Linked DNA regions of Mus musculus: region 1 is linked to region 2. The links are chromatin contacts, called in public Micro-C maps. All regions are on one chromosome and are shown on one strand. Each heading gives the region's core, a stretch centred on a gene start, on an enhancer-like site or on the middle of the called end of the contact. The rest is flanking DNA. Distances are from core to core; before and after follow the strand shown.

Region 1 (2,831 bases), core at 165-2,664, 540 kb after region 2:
TCCAGCACATTCCATAGTTCTTAAGTATTATTGTAACTAATATAAAGTAGAACTTTAAGTTACACGTTAATCTTAGAAATCTGCATTTTAGCATACATTACAGGTAACAAGGCACAAAGTAAAATATTTGTGTTACATTTTGCATTAATTAATTTATTTTGGAGGCACAAGCCTTTAATCACAATGCTTGGAAGGCTGTGGGTTTCGAGGCCAGCCTGGTCTACATGGAGTTTCAGGCCAGCCAGAACTACAAAGTGAGACCCTGTCTCAAACAATATGGTTTGTTCGTTCACTTTTTAAATTATGTATTAATTAATGTACGTGTGTGAATGCAAACGTTCCCAGACTCCAGTGAGGGTGACAGTAGCCCAGGACTTGGTGCTTTTGAGTTGCCCAGTGTGGGTGGTGGGAAGTGTGACCTTAGGTCCTCTGCACGAGGGCTCAGTTCCCCAGTCCTCTAACTGCCATCTTCCAGCCTCAGTTTTCGTATTCTTTACACATATAATTTCATTTCGTTTCATTTTTTTTTTCCAAGAAATCCAGGGAGCGTTTTAACTTCGGCAGTTTAAACGGCTTGCCCAAGCACACCAGGGCTAAATTCAAACCCAAGTTTCTTAGATGGTCACTGTTAAGGACTGGGTAAAACCCCAAACTGATATTAACTGCTCAGTAACGCGATGTGTTGGCCCAGAGCAAACCATGTCATTTTTCTCAGTATCCCAAAGAAACAGCACTCACGACGAACCTCCTGTTTAGAGATGTTAGGTCTCAACAGGACTAATTTAAATCTTACTAAACTTTTGAGTCCTTCTGAAAACCCCTCTGGGGTTCATCAGTTACAAGCACGAAGTCAGCAATTACAGGGACATCAAAAGAGCAAACGATCCCCGAACGCGAACGCTTTATTTTTTAAAAAAGCACGGGGGACAGATTCCAGAAAGACAGGGCTAACAGGAAGCTGTGCGGGGCGGCTCGCACCTCTCGGCGACAGGCCAGCCTCCGACCGTCCAGGGTCCCGCGGCCCGGGTCCGTTACGGCGCCCTGGGCCCCGGGCTGGGCGAGCTGCGGCCGGCGCCGCCGGTTCACCCGAGGGCGCCTCACACAGGGCTGAGCTGGCGGGACTTGGGACGTGTCACGGACGCCCCGAGGCAGCGCGGCCACGTCCCTCACCCCGCCGTCGGTCGCGGACCTCCCTCCCCGCGCTCCCGAGTCCGCCCCGGGGCGTCCTCTTACCTCGCCCTACCCAGCCCCTCCAGAGGCGGAAGGCGCCGGCCGGGCGTCGGGCCGCACCGCCCCCGTCGCCACCGCGCCCACCGGCCGCTCCGCCCCTTCTCTCTCTCTCGCGCGCGCGGGGGGAGCCCGCGGCCGTCCCGGGGGGAGGGGGAGGGGGCGTCGGCGCGCATGCGCGGCGCGCACAGCCCCGGAAACTTCGACGAAGTTCGGAGCCCCGCCCCCGCCGTCCCGCGACCTGCCGCCCCCTGCCCGGACTGACGAGTCGGCCCGGCTGTCCCGAGCGCCATGTCGGGTTCTTCTAGCGTCGCCGCCATGAAGAAGGTGGTCCAGCAGCTCCGGCTGGAGGCCGGGCTCAACCGCGTGAAGGTGAGCGGGCGTGGGCGGGCGGTGGGCCCCGGGGTTGGGGGGAAGCGCGAGCCGACACGCGGCTCCTCTGGCCGGGCTGTGGGCCGAGGGCGAGGAGGGGGCCCGCCCTTCCGCCGCCCGCCGACTCTCGGCGGCCCCGGCGGGTCTCGCCAGCGACTTCCGTCTCGCACGTCTCACCCAGGCTCACTCCCAGCCCTCGTCCTTTGAACACACACGAGTCCGCCTGGGTAGCTCCGGATGGCGGCCTGATGAGCAACTTTTGTTTGCGGATCGTCCCGGGAGTCTCCGGACTCCACCTTTGTGGGGGTCCAGCCTCGAACAAAGAGGTGTTTGCAGCAGACGCCGCGGCGTGCTCGGCTGACCTTGCTGGGGTGTCTGTTTACCCGAGAAACCGCTGGCCGCTGGCCTGGGAGCTTGCGGTCTGGTTGGGGGGTCGGGTCTTGGGCTGTTGACTTTTAGGGAAAGGCTGTCCTTGTTGGTAGACAGCTAGGCATTCAGACGCTTTGGCTCTAAGGACCGTTTGGTTTATTTTTTTCAACTCCTAAACGGATTTGGCCTCTTTCTGACGTAATAGGTCGGGTTACATGTGAAACACTTCCCGGTGATTATAAAAAGAAACAAGAATATAAGTCGCCTTGCTAGACCCTGCCAGTTTCCAAGGTGATTTGATTTTATATTCAGCAGGCTAGTCCTTATTTCTAACGTGCTTTTGGAGAAGGCTTCTATTTAGCTTTCTTCTCAAGTAGAAATGTCAGAGACTGCTCAACTTCCTTGTGGTAACCATAGGAGGAGGGTAGGGAGACGCCCAATCAGTCTTGGTTTGGACTCTAATCATATTCTCACTTTTCATCCAAGTGACTTAGTCTTGGCCAGATTAGAGCTCTGAAATTTGAAGTGATCTATTGATCATCATCATTCATATATAATAACTGTCATAAAGTAGGCCAGGAAGGAAAAAAATAGTGGGTTGGGGGAGGAAATAAAGACAGGTACGTGTAGTAATTACAGTGGCGGTACTTAACCCTGGTGGCCCAAAGCAGTGAGCTAGCTCCCAGAGGAGGACTTCCTTTTCTTTGAAAACCCTACCTGCTCTGTGGCTACCTCCTAGCTTCTCTTGCCTTGCGTCCTAATTCTTCTGAAGGCTTCTCACTGGGATGACTCGAGCCACCACAGACAAACAGGTTTTTGAAGTTTCCATGGCAAGGCTCATCTCACTTGGGAATGTTACATGT
Region 2 (2,728 bases), core at 179-2,678:
TCCCTCTCCTCCCCTCCCCACGCCCTAAATAAATTCTATTCTATACTATGGTATCCCAGGGGGAAGGGACGCCTCAGCATAGGCCCGCCAAGGCACCCCCTTACCCCAACACCATACGGAGCCTGTTACCAAATACCCCTTCTTCTTAATCTTTTTATAAAACACATCTTCACACCTGCGAATTCTGTTATGTTACTTTATTTGTTTCAGATTTTGCCTTTTTTAAGACAAAGTTTCACTCAGTAGCTCAGACTGGCTTGGAAGTTGCTACCAATTTTCGGCACTCCTCCTGCCTCAGTTTCTAAAGAGAGGGCCTGAGGCCTCAGAGCATTGTTTGTTGAGACATTGGTCTCCTGTCCCAGGCCTTCCTCTGACTCCCGGTGGAGCCGAGGATGAACTGTAGAGGACGAACTGTAACTCTTTGCTGCCTTCCTCTTGACCTCCAAGTGTTGGAATTACAGGCATGCACCTCCCGGCCTGGCTTTCTGTACTGCTGGGGAATGGAACGCAAGCTTTCTAAATGCTCCATCGCTACCCAGCCACGTAAAACTGAGCTGTGTCCTCCGCGCTGGGGATTTTTCTCTTGAGTTCATACACTTCTTTTAACCAAGTTGAAGCCCTGACTATTGAAGACAAGCTAAATAACTGCGAACGACTCCGCTTTACACGGAAGCGGTGCCATCATCAGCCAAGGACAATCACAGGTGTAAGCAGAAATGGAATAAACCCCGACAGACTGAAGACACAGAGACAACAGACCAGCAAGCGGTGCCTACCGGGAGCAAGCGGTGCCTGCCCGGGTTCCTCTTCCCCTGGGCTCCCTCACTCCAGCCCTGCCAACACTATCTACCCACGCAGACTTTGTACTCTTTCTGTTCGAGGTTCCAAGAAACCCTTCCTTAGGTGTTTAGTATGCCTCAACTACCTCTTTCCCGGTGACCAGGAGTTTTGGAAAGTCTAGACTCAGCAGCACTTTGAGGGGCGCCTCGCTCGTCCCTGGGGGAGAGTGTGCTAAGGAGCTATGGATGATCAGTCAGCCCCAACATCTGGGCTTCCAGTGTACCCCGCAGCTCCCGTTCTTCTAGACCATTGGCTCTCGGCCTCCCTAACGCTACAGCCGTTCAACACAGTTCCTCATGTTGTGGTGACCCCCCCAACCATAAAATTATTTTGTTGCTAATCCATAACTGTAAATGTACTAGTGTTATGAAGCATAACGTAGATATCTGATATGCAGGATATCTGATAGGCGATCCCTGTGAAAGGGTCGTTCGCGACCACAGCGGGCTCGCAACCCACAGGCTGAGAACCACAGCTCTAGCTAGCTGCCTGCCTCATTTCCTCATGGGCTGTGGGTTGCACAGTCATTTGCTCTCTGACCTAGTCTAAATCAAGAGGGAAGAACATCCATGGGACTTCAAAAATGGGATCTGCAACAACTCCCGAATTGTGAAACAGCAGTGCTTTGCCACACTGTCCAAACTGCATTGAGGGCTGCAGAGACCTTCAGTCTCTGGTGACGCAACCGGTCAGCAAACAATAGCTGCTTCCAAGCCGGATAAGCATATGTAAATCTGTAAATCATACTAGACTACTAGAAAGCAAAGAATTGCGGTGCATCTTTCTTTAATAAAAGTTATTTTCCAAAGCTCTCTGTCATGATTGGTTAAATGCACATTTTCAAACCAGAGTTTTGGTTTGTTTTTTGTTTTTTGTTTTTCATTTCATGGCTTGGAAAATTCCAGTGGCCCTCTGCAGTTTCCTTATTGACAGGAGCTATCAGGCTTCCCAAGAGGGTCTTATCTGCCAGCACCAGCCGCTCCTGCCAAGCTGCCAGACAGGTTCAGTGGGATTACACAGCTGCCTGCCTGAGCGCTGCGGGCCAGAAGGAACTCCTAGCTCTTTCCTTTCCCGGCCTGCAGGCTTTGACCTGTAAGGAGGTGCCTGAACAGTCTAATCTGTCACCCAAGTATGCCGGAGCAGCCGTAGTAATGCCCTTTATTACGTGGCTTAGCATTGCTCCCAAGGCTCGTATTAGGAGTTGCTTGTATAAATCGCCGCACTGGAAGCTATGCCTGGTATTTCTATAAAACCCTTTCAAGACATGATCTAATGATTCAGTTTATTTATAGCAACCAATAGGAACAAGACCTTTCCTTTTTTTTTTTTTTTTAAGAGAAAACAGTTTTCTTTTCTTCTTTTTTTCTTGGAAATTTTCTTTATTTACATTTCAAATGTTATCCCCTTTCCTGGTCCACACCCCCGCCCCCAACTCCAGAAATTTCCTCTCCCATGCCCCCTCCACCTGCTTCTATGCGAGTGTTCCTCCACACACCTACCCACTCCCACCTCCCAGCCCTCAGTTCCCCTACACTGGGGCATCTATTGAGTCTTCATAGGACTAAGGACCTCTCCTCCCATTGATGCATGACAAAGCCATCCTTTGCTACATATGCAGCTGGAGCCATGCATACTCCTTGGTTTAGTCCATGGGAGCTCACAGGGGTGGGGTGGGGGGTGTCTGGTTGGTTGATATTGTTTCCTATGGGTTTGCAACCCCCTTCAGATCCTTCAGTCCTTTCTCTGACTCCTCTATTAGGGACTCAGTCTAATGATTGGCTGTGAGCATCAACCTCTGTATTTGTAAGGCTCTGGCAGGGCCTCTCAGGAGACAGATATCTCAGGCTCCTTTCAGTATGCACTTTTTGGCATCCACAATAGTGTCTAC

Evidence for each region. A called contact is a pair of places that touch in the nucleus more often than the background predicts.
Region 1: a Micro-C map of the G1E-ER4 cell line shows a contact between it and region 2. The contact joins the promoter of Gng5 here to the enhancer-like site in region 2. A contact is called at or near these places in 2 of 484 Hi-C or Micro-C datasets (both in the G1E-ER4 cell line) and 2 of 115 datasets of contacts at active chromatin or transcription factors (bone marrow-derived macrophages and extraembryonic endoderm stem cells).

Annotation. Positions count from the first base shown.
Region 1 is chr3:146,498,422-146,501,252 of GRCm38.p6, forward strand. Gng5 (guanine nucleotide binding protein (G protein), gamma 5) reads left to right here and starts at 1,415. Exons shown (of 3, transcript NM_010318.2): 1 at 1,415-1,599. The coding sequence starts at 1,519. It overlaps Spata1 (spermatogenesis associated 1), which reads right to left and starts at 1,372. Exons shown (of 15, transcript NM_001316756.2): 1 at 1,234-1,372.
Region 2 is chr3:145,962,778-145,965,505 of GRCm38.p6, forward strand. No RefSeq gene overlaps it. Among named protein-coding and RNA genes, the nearest start is that of Gm35352, 23 kb to the right of the region's middle. RefSeq lists an enhancer at 1,322-2,152. Within about 2 kb of position 1,429, at least 113 of the 459 cell types and tissues checked have an H3K27ac peak or open chromatin away from gene starts, as enhancers often do. A contact at or near this core is called in the G1E-ER4 cell line, bone marrow-derived macrophages and extraembryonic endoderm stem cells, where this site is marked.